Linked DNA regions of Mus musculus: region 1 is linked to region 2. A link is a contact called in public ChIA-PET data. All regions are on one chromosome and are shown on one strand. Each heading gives the region's core, a stretch centred on a gene start, on an enhancer-like site or on the middle of the called end of the contact. The rest is flanking DNA. Distances are from core to core; before and after follow the strand shown. Region 1 holds the start of A730085K08Rik (RIKEN cDNA A730085K08 gene). Region 2 holds the start of Ano10 (anoctamin 10).

Region 1 (5,298 bases), core at 1,898-4,397, 100 kb before region 2:
ACAAATAATCTGCGCATGTGCCAAGGGTATCTTATGACTACTTGTGCTCTGCCTTCCCCGTGACGTCAACTCGGCCGATGGGCTGCAGCCAATCAAGGAGGGACACGTCCGAGGCGAAGGAGAATGCTCCTTAAGAGGGACGGGGTTTTCGTTTTCTCTCTCTCTTGCTTCTTGCTCTCTTTTCCTGAAGATGTAAGAATAAAGCTTTGCCGCAGAAGATTCTGGTCTGTGGTGTTCTTCCTGGCCGGTCGTGAGAACGCGTCTAATAACATACATACACTCACACACCCTACATACTAACAAACATATATACATATACCACTACTACAAAAATCCCCCCACCACCACCACATCACACAACACACATACACTCATACCACACACATATACAACCCTCAAACCTCACACATAGACCACATTAACACCACACACACACACACACACACACACACACACCAGATTGCTCAGGATGTCAGGCAGGACTGCCCTGGACTCTGCTCAGGTGCCAGCAGCTGAGTCACAGGTGGAGTGATGTGTTCCGACTTGGCTCACCTTTCCCCCGGAGCTGCCAGTAAGGAACTAAGCTCAGGAGCTTCAATGGTTTGTGGAGATACAAGGCCAGTTGCCCATGGTGTCTCCTCATGAGAGTCTTCGAGGGGATCTAGGCAGAAGGGGCTGGTCAGGGCAGATAGCAGCACAATCGAGGCAGTCCTCCAGGCTTATGGGGCAAGAGTTGCTCAGGAAGCCAGTCAGCTCATCTTCCTCTCCCTCTGCCCATCCGCTCTGCAGGCCAGCCTGACTCTGCTGTCTCCTCATCCTGGCCACCGCATCCTTGGCTAGTCTTGACTGACTGGCATATTCTTGTTCAGTGGGTGAGGTGGCTGCATTAGAAGTGGCTGGGACACGTCAGAAAACCTGTGGATTCTGTTCCTCCACTTTTGCTGCCAGGCACTGCGTCCTTCTCTTCACCTGAAAGCTTTTAAAAACCGCTCCCATTTTTCAAGACCTAAAAGGGCCAATATGGCTGACATGCCAACTCAGCACACCAGTGAGAAGCACCCAGGCTACAGCACACCCTTCTCCTCAGCCATTTCTCTGAATCCACAGTTTCTTGTGATGTCTGTGTCTCCTCAGCTTCAGTCAAGCAAGCTGTTACCATCTCCCACTGAGGCCTCAGTTCTCAGCAACACCTTAACCACAGGGAAATGCATGTGGAGGGGACAAATCCAGACCAATTTCTGCTTGGGAGAGGCAGAGCAGATAAAGCTAGACTTGAGCAATGTCGTCCAGAGGGAGTGTAGCAATCTCACACAATTGCAGTGCTGGCTCCAAAGGGAGAGTTTTTGTGAATATCCAACAGTGGGACAGGCCCAGAGGAACCCATGAATGTCATTAGGGATCCAGGGCTTGGGAGCAAAGATAGCTCACAGGTGGGCAGACCTGTGTACCCGTTATCCTCACCTTGTCGGGATGCTTGCTAAAATAGTGGTACATGCTAAAAGTATTTTGATTTTTGAATCAGGTTCTGCTTAAATGGTGGTAATGGTACCTGGCTCACACACTGCTACAAACTTAAGTAATGAATGCCTGTCCAGCCCTTAGCATGATGTGTGGCACATAGCTGTGGGTTTTCATGAGTTAAGCGGGCTCTGAAGGAAAACAAGGAGAAAGCTTTCAAACATAGTTGCTTGTTAACATGGGGTATCACTGTGAAGCTCTGGCTGGCTTTGGACTCAGTTATCCAACCAGCGTCTGCCTCTTGGATGCTGGAATTAAAGACGCATACCACCTCACCCAGCTCAAAAGTATTTTCTTTCTTTTTTCTTTTTTTTTTTTTGAAAGATTTATTTACTTATTTTTATGTAAATGAGTACACTGTCACTGTCTTCAGACATACCAGAAGAGGGCATCGGATCTCATCACAGATGGTTGTGAGCCACCATGTGGTTGCTAGCAATTGAACTCAGGACCTCTGAGGGCTCTTAACCACCGAACTGTCTCTCCAGACCCTCAAAAATCTTTTGAGCAGGGTTCACATCTTCAAAGTAAGCAATTGGTCTCTCAGCATAGAGCATCCAAAAAGAGGCAGAAGAGTCACAGGAGCACGCAGAGAGGATCCGCCTTGCCTTGGAGGGGTTTCTGTCTCTCTAAAGCCAGAAAACAATGTCACCACCCACCTAGCCCAGCATGGCTGAGCATGGCTGCCAAGATTTCAGCTCTAACAGGGTAAGGAGGGCACTCCATGGGACAGGAGGGAGGAAGAGACTCACACTCAGTGCCTGAATTCCAGGACTGACTAGAGTCCAGGAGTCAAGCAGTCTCAGAATCTCTGTTGACTGGCATAGCCAAGTGACTTTACCCACCAAGCCATCTTTCTGGCCCTGCTGAAATACTTTTATGCAAATAATAATGATCTCCAGGATTGCTTCTGGTTCCCAGACCCAGAGTATCACTTAGTTGTCAGCAGCAGGGCCTGTGTTCAAATTCAAGGTCAATTATTTTCAGTATCAATGTCCTCCAGAGGTACACAGCCCCTCCATTCCAACAGTACCAGCTCAAGGACAGACAGGAGACCTGGCCTGGACTGTTCCCCTTTCTGCCCCTAGCCCCAACCTACCAGTCTCTCCCACTCCTGCTAGGGGCTCAGAGCTCAGGCCCAAGCACAGTCTGGCTCTGACATCTGCTGACTGACCACCAGGAGTTTCAGGAACCTTTCTAAAGCCCAACAGACACCACCGTGGCCCCAGGAAGTCCAGGCAGGTAATATGGCAGAGAAGGTCCTTTGAATTGTAGAAGCTACTGGGAAGGTTTTCTTAAGCCTGGTGATTTTCTTCTTCTTCGTCTTCTTTTCAAACCCCTCTGAGAAGGGAGGAAGTTCATTGATCATACTAAAGCTGTGTGAGTTCCCTTGTTCTCTTTTCTGCAGCCAGATGAAAGTGTGCATCTTTGATGTGTGCGAATTAACACCTTCTTTGGCTCCTCCCTCCCACTGCCACAGCACTTTCAGTGAGAACTGCCTGGAGGCAGGCGCAGGCCAGAGCAGGGAGGAGAGCGAGCAAGCAGAGAGCGGGAGGAGAGCTCTCTTCCTCTTATACTATTTTCGGGAACTCATCCCAGAATAGGTGAAGCAAACTAGCGTCCTAATTAATATGCAGCCTTTTGGAAACAGGAAGCAGCACATTGCTCTGTGATCCCCTGCAAGGCTGAACCCCAGAACCAGGCCCAGACCGCTCTTCTCCAACCTGCAACCTCCCCAGCCTGGCTTCATAACAACCCTACATACAGCTGGAGAAGGTCAGTGGGGGAGGATTTGACTTTTGTCCTGGGTACATGAATGAGAAGGACCAGGGACCCAGGAATGGGGAGGATTGGGGGAGATACTACAACAAACGTGGCTAACAAGGAGAAGGGTTTGGGAAGTTCCTCTGCTGAGCCAATGCTAACCTGGAAGCTGGAGCTTCCCAGAGACAACATGGCTCTGTCAAGAGGGGCCATCTCCAAGGGCTTGCCAAGGGCTCCTTGCAGTGTCAGAGCTGAATTCTGAGCTATTTAGGTCCAAGGTTCTTTATCCAACCCACTCCTACCTGGAGCATCCATCCAGGTTCCTTACTCACCAGAATCTCCTCAGCGTAGTAAAGAGTCTGCGTATTCCAGACCCAGAGAGCTGCTTCTCATTTCTTGGGGATCCTTAGTCCCCAGATGGCATACTCCATGCCCTACCTCCATCCCCTAAGTCGGCTCAGAATTAGGTTTGCCATTAACTTGACATACAAGAGAAAGAGGAGTGGACCAAGAGGGTGACAGTGGCTGATGGACACCCTTCACTGTGTCTCTGGCCATCTGGAAGAGTGAGCAAAGGGAACCCCTTTATCCTCGCTTCTCCAGCCTCAAACCCCACTGTTACTCATGGTCTTCCCAGCATCTATCCTGTTCCGACCCCCAGACCACAGATGGTAAGTGAAGGAACTCAGCCATCCTCCATCTGGGCTGAACTGACACTTCTGGGTGGGCCACCTCCCACCATCTCCCACAGGGCCATTGGCCCCCGGGGGCACACACATGCACACTCACACATGTGGATGCCGGCACCACCTGAATAATTCTTTCTCACATGTTTGCAGATTGTAGTATTTGACCTTTGACACTTGGAATATGAGAGAATTCTGCTCTGGGGAAGCCATAAACCTTGGGCATATTAGACGTTAACAGGATCCCTCGATTTGTGCTGATGGAACTCAGTCTGGCCTGGGTGGTGTGCTCAAGGCATATCTACAGGATTCTCCTGTTTCATCTCTTGAGGCCCCTAAGAGGAGGCAGCGGTGTCAGGGCCATCCTTTCCTCCTCACAGTTAAAGAAACCAAGGCAAGTGGTTTACTCAGAGTCCTTCCTAATATAGTGTGGGTTCCCTCAGGGCTCCTGTTCAGTCCTGTCTTCCCCTGAGCCAGGGTCTTCACACCACAGCTCCAGTCTCCTTAGGGCCTTCTCACATAGAAGGCAGCTTTAACTGTCACAGTAGAAGTTCTGGAGACAGCAGGGAGTGACTGTTTAGGTGGCTGCTCTGCCCCAGACCTGGGGGTAGAAGTGGTCATGAGGAGGAGCAACTCCTGGGAGCTATGAGGTAATGACCATCTCTGAGTCACAAGGGCAGAACCAAGGCTATCTGATTTATCCACCAACACCAACACCACAGGCCTAGCCTCTCTGCGGCCTTATGGTGGACAGGCCAAAAGCTAGTTCTCAATGTGTTTTTTGTTAAAAGATTTAGGGCACTTGCAAGGGAGTCATGAGCCCTAGAAAACACCACAGTGTAAGACCTAAGCTCCACTCAGAGAGCCTAGCACACAGCCTCCTCTGCAGCTCCCTGAATACAGCCAGGAAGGTGGGTTTGGAATAAAGACTCTCCTATTCAAGCAGTTGGTGATGCTGCTGCCTGTGGGAGTGAGCAGCACTTCCTGAAGATCCCCTGACCCTTGTCCGAGGCTGGAAAGATGGCTTAAAAAAAAAAACAAAAACCTGTTGAGAGCACTGGTTGCTCTTACAGAGGACCCAAGTTTGGTTCCCAGAACCCACATGGTGGCTCACAACCACCTGTGCCTCCAGCTTTAGCAGATCTGATGCCCTCTTGTGACCTCTGCAGGCACCATACACACATGTGCAAACACTCATAAAATGAAAATAAATACAACAATTTTAAAAAGAAAAAAATCCATCTCTGTCTCTGTCCCTGTCTGTTTGTCTGCCTGTCTGTCTCTATCTCTCTGTATATACACATACACTCACACACTCACACACACTCAA
Region 2 (6,176 bases), core at 145-2,644:
GCAAAGACTACAGAAGAATACTGCTGCTTACTGCCTGCTCTTTTAAACAGCCAGGTTCCACCCTCTTAGGATGGTACCACCCATAGTGTGCTGGGCCCTCCCACATCATCAAGAGAATGCTCCTCCCTACCCCCCCTCCCCCCCAACACACAAGCTCAAAGGCCAGTCTGATGGAGGCTGTTCCTTAATGTGATTTCCTCTCAGGCAACTATTGGTGTGTCAGGTTCACAAAAACTAAGTGGCATGGCACCATGACTCAGGCTCACATCTTGTACTTTGCTTTGAGATGGAGATTCACTACATTGCTCAGGCTGGTCTCTAGTTCCTCAGTTCAAGTGATCTTCCAGCCTCAGTCTGCTGAGTATCTGAGACTACAAAAGTGTGGGCCACCAACACAGCTTAACTAAATTTTGTTAATTCAGCTGTGATAAGATTACTCCCAAGAGGGCTGGGATAATCTCTTCCCTAGGATGCACAAGGCCCTGGGTTTAATCTCCAGTATAAAGACTATCTGAGCAAAAAGGATTTAATAGATATTCCATTAAAATGATTGTTTTTCAAAAAATTTCAAACATTTCCAATCAGATACCAAAGAATGAAGTTATATGCAAGGATGAATGTAAGTTCAGGGGCTGAGAAAATTGGAACTCTCCAACTGAAACCCACAAGTCTCCTGAGTCGTCAATTGACTCTAATTGTTAAAGTTCTGAAAGATTTGCCTTGGTTTTCAGAGAGAAGAGAGCTTCAGAATTCTGCTGAAAACCAGCCAAGAATTGCTCCTTAAGGCAGAGAGGGGGCTAGGAGGACAACCTCCAAACCGGAACACCCCCAGGGGTTGGGGTGAAGGCCTTGTCCCCTGGAGGAAGGCAAAAACTGGAAGGGTGTGGAGGGTGGAGGCTAGACGGTAGAGGGTAGAGGTGGGCAGGTGTCTGGATTCTGGTCTAAGAGATTAAGAAAAGGAAAGCGTAAGGAGCCTTATCCTTTCCCTTCCATTCCCTACCCAGCAAAGCCAAGACCCAGCCCGCACCCATACCACCACGAGGACCGCTAGCGAGGCCCCACCCCTCCGGATGAGGCTCCCTTTCTGCCGTGAGTGACAGCAACCCAAGCCCCACCCCACTCGCCACAGCCCCGCCTTTAACATGTCTCTCTACAACGACAGCTGATGAGGCCACGCCCATGCAGCACCACCACATCCCACCAAAATGAGAACCTTCATGGCCCCGCCCCTTCCGTCGCGGCCCCACCCCTCTCCCGAGGGTCAGCCAGTGAAGCTTCACTCTGACACCTCCGCCCCCCTTCCTCGGGACTTACAACTGTTAAGGCACCGCCCCTTTCACGGTGATCCCGCCCCCCACGCCGAGTGACAGCCGGAAGGCCCCGCCCCTCCCGGTCGTTGACGCCTCCTGTCGGCCAAGGCGCCACGCCCCGGTCGTGTATCCAGTCCGCCTTAGCGCCGCGGGCCTGGTTCTCCCCGCTCCCGCGGTCCCCGAGGACGCCGCGTGGGCGGCCGGTGAGTGGGGAGGGGCGCAGTCCGTGTGGTGGGCCCGCTGGGGATGCTCCCCCCCCGCGACAGGGAAAGAGCCACGGAAGCACTGGTCAGGGCTGGAGATCCGCAAGGGTGTGAAAGCCGGCGGAGGCAGGGGGATGTCGGCCGGCTCTGGATTTGCGTCAGGCCTGGAGCAGGGCCGTCTCTGACTGACCATGGGATCCCGGGGTGTCGGGCTGCTCTGATTGACACTTCGGGGAAGGTGCCCGGTAGCCTTGATTGTGTCACACCTCGCGGTCTCTCTAGGGTTGTGAACAGATCCGGTCTGAGGTTTCTGACCGGGCCCATTGTGCGCTTTCCGTGATAGGTGTCGCATGACTCCAGTGAAGGGTGCAGAGCCCTGTCCCTACCCGAAACCCTGTTTGTTCTTTCCCATAGCTGAGGCGGTGCGTAGACGGTCTGACTGAAGTCTCTTCAAGTTTGTTCCCACTCCACAGTTGAATCGCAATCCCTTAAACCCTGATGTTGTAATCGAATCCCGGCAGTTTTAAAAGTTTCAGGTGCACTGTGAGTGGCCTGGTTTCCATTTAAAGTCACAGTAACCTTAGAGGACTAGATATTTCTAAGGACTCTTTCTGTCTTTAAACAATTTTAAATGCAACCGTGCATCCCTTAACCAGGGTAAACTGGGAGGGAGATGCTTGCTGTTTACCTGGCATGAACGTCCGAGGGCACTCACACAGACAAAGAGGCTGTGACTTTACTAGGCATATAGTTTTGTTTTCTGGGGTTTTTTTGTTTTGGTTTGCTTTGGTTTGGTTTTTGGTTTTTAAAAATTTTTGTCTGTGCGTTCGTGTTATTGTGAGTGCAGGCAAACGGATACACACAGGCTTGTACAGGACAGAGGACACAGGTGTGGGCCCTTGCCTCCCACCGTGTTTGAGATAGGATGTCTTTGTGTCTTTTCATTTTTGCTGCTGTGCTGCCTGTTCCAGGCCATTCAGCCCTATGGCTTCTTAGGGTTTTACTGTCTCTGTCTCCCATATCACCTGGAGTTGGGATTACAGAAGCACTCTACTGCGTGCTGGAGTCCAAATTTAGGTCCTCTTGATGAGAAATGAGAGATGCAGAATATCAGACAGGCATAGACAAGGCCTGGTAAACTGTAACGAGTGTGCATTTGGATAGACTGTAGTGTGGTTGCGTGTGCGTGTGTGTATGAGTGTGTAAAGAGGAAAACTAGAAAGGTTGGAACACAGAAAAGAGGATAAAGTTGAGAATATAAATGCCCTGTAGGAATGCTCAGAACCCTATGACCTCTAGTAGCATTTTGTTTTTCTTCCTAATTTGTATATTTAAAAGTGTTTTTTTTTTTTTTTACATATTATTGTATGTGTGCATGTGGGTTTACACATACCATGGAATGTGTGTAGGGATCAGAGGTCAAATTCTGGGAGTCAATTCTCTCCTTTTGTGTATATAAATACACATATAATTAATGGGGTAGTATTCTAATATTAATTTGTGACTTTTTCCAACTTAACATTTTCTCATTTATCATTTTCCTTGATCACTAAATATTCACACTGAACAACCAGCTACTTCTTTCTAAAATAATAATAGTATTTCAGCTATGTGTTTAATACATGCATGCTTGGAGGTGAAGAATTAGGGCTGATCAAGGCAAGTATATTAGTAAGTGTTTAAATGCCATCTATGCTACATTGAGCTAGTCCCTCACAGTATATACATGGGTTGTCTGTAGCTCTCTGCATTTTTACACAGTAACACCTGCTTTTGGAAGATGCCAGCTCAGAATGCTGTTTGTCCTGGTTGTTTTTTGTTTTTATTTTTGTTTTTTTTTTTTTGTTTTTTTTTTTGTAGTTGTTGTTTTCAACTTGACACAAACTATCCTCATCTGAACAAATCCCTCCACCATATTGACAGGTACACAGATCTGTGGGGCATTTTCTTGACTGATGATTGATTGGGGTGGGGGTGTGCAGTCCACGGCCAGTGGAGCCAGCCCTAGGCGGGTGGCCATGGGTTGTATAAGAAAGCAGGCTGACCAGGCCAGTAAGCTGCACCCTCCATGGCCTCTGCTTCAGCTCCTGCTTTGAGTTTCTGTCTTGGCTTCCCAGATGATGGAAGTCAAAAAACCCTTTTCCTCCCAAGTTGCTTTTGGTTGTGGTGCTTATCAGAGCAATAGAAGCTCTGAGACAGTGTTACCTGTGATGTGAAGCTATGGTTGGAATACATGGTAGTTTTTATACATACTTATTAGAAAGGGGAAAATAAGGGATTTGGGGAAATAAAAGATTTTTATTTTGAAATGATTTGGGTTTGTTTTTTGTTTGTTTGTTTTTGTTTTGTTTTGTTTTGTTTTTTTGTTATCTGCAAAGGCATTAGAGTTCTCATGTGCCAGCTTCCCTGAGCCTTGTATGGTCTCAGTACAACAATTAGTGAACACAGGAAAGCAGCCTGACACAGTTCCATTAAGTGACTTGCAGATCTCAGTAGAGCACACCAGTCTCACACTTGTGATAGGATCCATTGTTGTACTTACCTATGGTGTACGTCCTTAGCATTTAACAAAGGCGTCCTCCCAGACAGGATGACCAAGTATGGAGTTGTGCAGTATAGCAAGCTTGCTAGGCAGCAACATCTTCCTTAAATTCATCTCTTGAATGCTGTGTATTAGGAAGGATGCTTATTTTCATTTCCTGTGGACACAAGCTGCTATTTGAGTAAATTACACACTAAAAAGGGTACTCTTTCTTGTGTGAATGTTTAGAGGGCTGGAGTCAACCTCAGGGGATGTCTCGGTTACTCTCCACCTTGTGTTTTTAAGTCAGGGTCCCTCACTGGTTGAAAACTCATCAGTTAGGCTAGGCTGGCTGACTGGAGGGCCCTACTTAGCTTTGCCTGCCCAGCACCAGGAATCCAAGCCTATGCTTTGATACCCAGCATAATAATGTGAGTCCTGGGGATGGAACTCAGGTCCTCATGCTGGAATGACAGGCAGTCTACTGACTGAGCCATCTCTGCAACAGAACAGCTTTAATCACACTCTGTATCAAGCACATCACCACCCAGTCACAGAATAGAGCTGATGAGGTCATCTAAGTGCCTTAACTTTTTGATTTACATAGGAATCCCACTAAGAATCTCTTAAAAGCAGAGTGCCAAGTGCCAACTCCTTACTCAGGCTGTTCTGGAACTCTCTGTGGTCCAGGCTGGCCTCAAACTTGCCATCTTGCTTTAGCCCAGAGAGCACGGGGACCAGATTTGTGCCGCCACTTCCAGCTTAATAAGATGGTTCATAACAACACTCCTGTGCGTGATTTCCTTTGTAGTTGGGAATTTGTGACTGTTCCACCGACTAGCTTAAATCCACAAAGAACACACTCCCCAGAACACAGCACCCTCATTCTTTCCTTGGAAAATCCCTTCCATGCACAACTGCCCCACCCTACCTCCTCAAAGTGAACTCAATGTCTTTCTCTGCATCTTAAGCACCATTCAGATCTGCCTGTTGTGGGCTAAGGATCTGGTGGCTAATGTGAAAACCCTGTGTATGTACAGTAGCTGTCTGTGCTCTCCAACACATGTGTCTGCTGTAATCCAACACATGGTGAAAGAGCACAGCCCACTGCAGCTTTCTGGAGCCTGTGCAGGGCTCCAGAAACCTGGGCTGCTCAGCTTTCTGGTCACTCTAGCTGTTGTCCTGATCACAGGCAAGCTGAACACAGAGGAGAAAGCCATCCTACCCCTTGGTGCCCTGGAGGTTGGTCTGTTGCCCCTGATACAGCCATGCCTGCTGCACACTAAAGCCCACACTGTCTAGTATCTTGGCTCCTCCTTTCTGTTTCCTCTGTGTGGCAATGGCAGAGCAAATTCCCATTGCGACTCCTGGCAAAGTGAGTCACAGAACTCAATTTAGGCCAAGGGTATTTTCACCACACAACTCTTACTCAAGCTGTCGGGGCTGCCAGTGAGCCAGGTAAGATGGAGGCCAGCACCCCATTGCCAGTTACTATAGTGTGAAAGTCTGTCATAACCATATCCTGCTGTGTGCAGAGCACAGAGAGGTATGGGAACCCCCCAGACAGGGCCACCCAAGAAGTATCATATGAAAAAGGGGGTCAGGAGAGAACACTTTAGTGCTGTTGCAGTGGGGAGATAAATACTCTGAGCAGTGGGCACTCTTAGTCGGGAGGAGGAAGGAGAGGATCAGTGGTAGAAGAGTGGGTCTACTCTCTAGGTAACCTGTTCTCCTGGTACACTGCAGCTCAGGTGATGACACAATTGCTGTGTAACTGAGTGTGGGTACCGACAAGCAGCTGTGATCACCAGGGCCTGCCTGCTGCCCTTCACTCTTCACATAGTTTGTATTGCTCACAGTGGAACCTAAGCAATTCTGACGGATGTGATAGATGTGTGTGCGTGTGTGTGAGGGGGTGTGCATTCCTGTGCACCTGCTTTCTGAGGCCAGAGGAGGAACTGGGATTCTGACCTTATTTTTCTCCTCCTATCCCTTTGAGACAGGTCTCTCTCTGGAATTAAGATGGTGGCCAGCAAGCCCCAGAGATGCCCCTGTTTCTGTTCTCCACAGCTCTAGGGTAACAGATGTGCATGTCCACATCTAGATTTTTATGTGGGTCCTGGGAATTTGAACTCAGCTCAT

What was found. ChIA-PET counts read pairs in DNA pulled down with a chosen protein or histone mark.
Region 1: an RNA polymerase II ChIA-PET map of memory CD8 T cells shows a contact between it and region 2, with 37 read pairs. The contact joins the promoter of A730085K08Rik here to the promoter of Ano10 in region 2. A contact is called at or near these places in 2 of 115 datasets of contacts at active chromatin or transcription factors (extraembryonic endoderm stem cells and memory CD8 T cells).

Annotation. Positions count from the first base shown.
Region 1 is chr9:122,396,650-122,401,947 of GRCm38.p6, reverse strand. It overlaps A730085K08Rik (RIKEN cDNA A730085K08 gene), which reads left to right and starts at 3,147. Exons shown (of 3, transcript NR_045967.1): 1 at 3,147-3,294.
Region 2 is chr9:122,289,641-122,295,816 of GRCm38.p6, reverse strand. Ano10 (anoctamin 10) reads left to right here and starts at 1,394. Exons shown (of 13, transcript NM_133979.3): 1 at 1,394-1,513.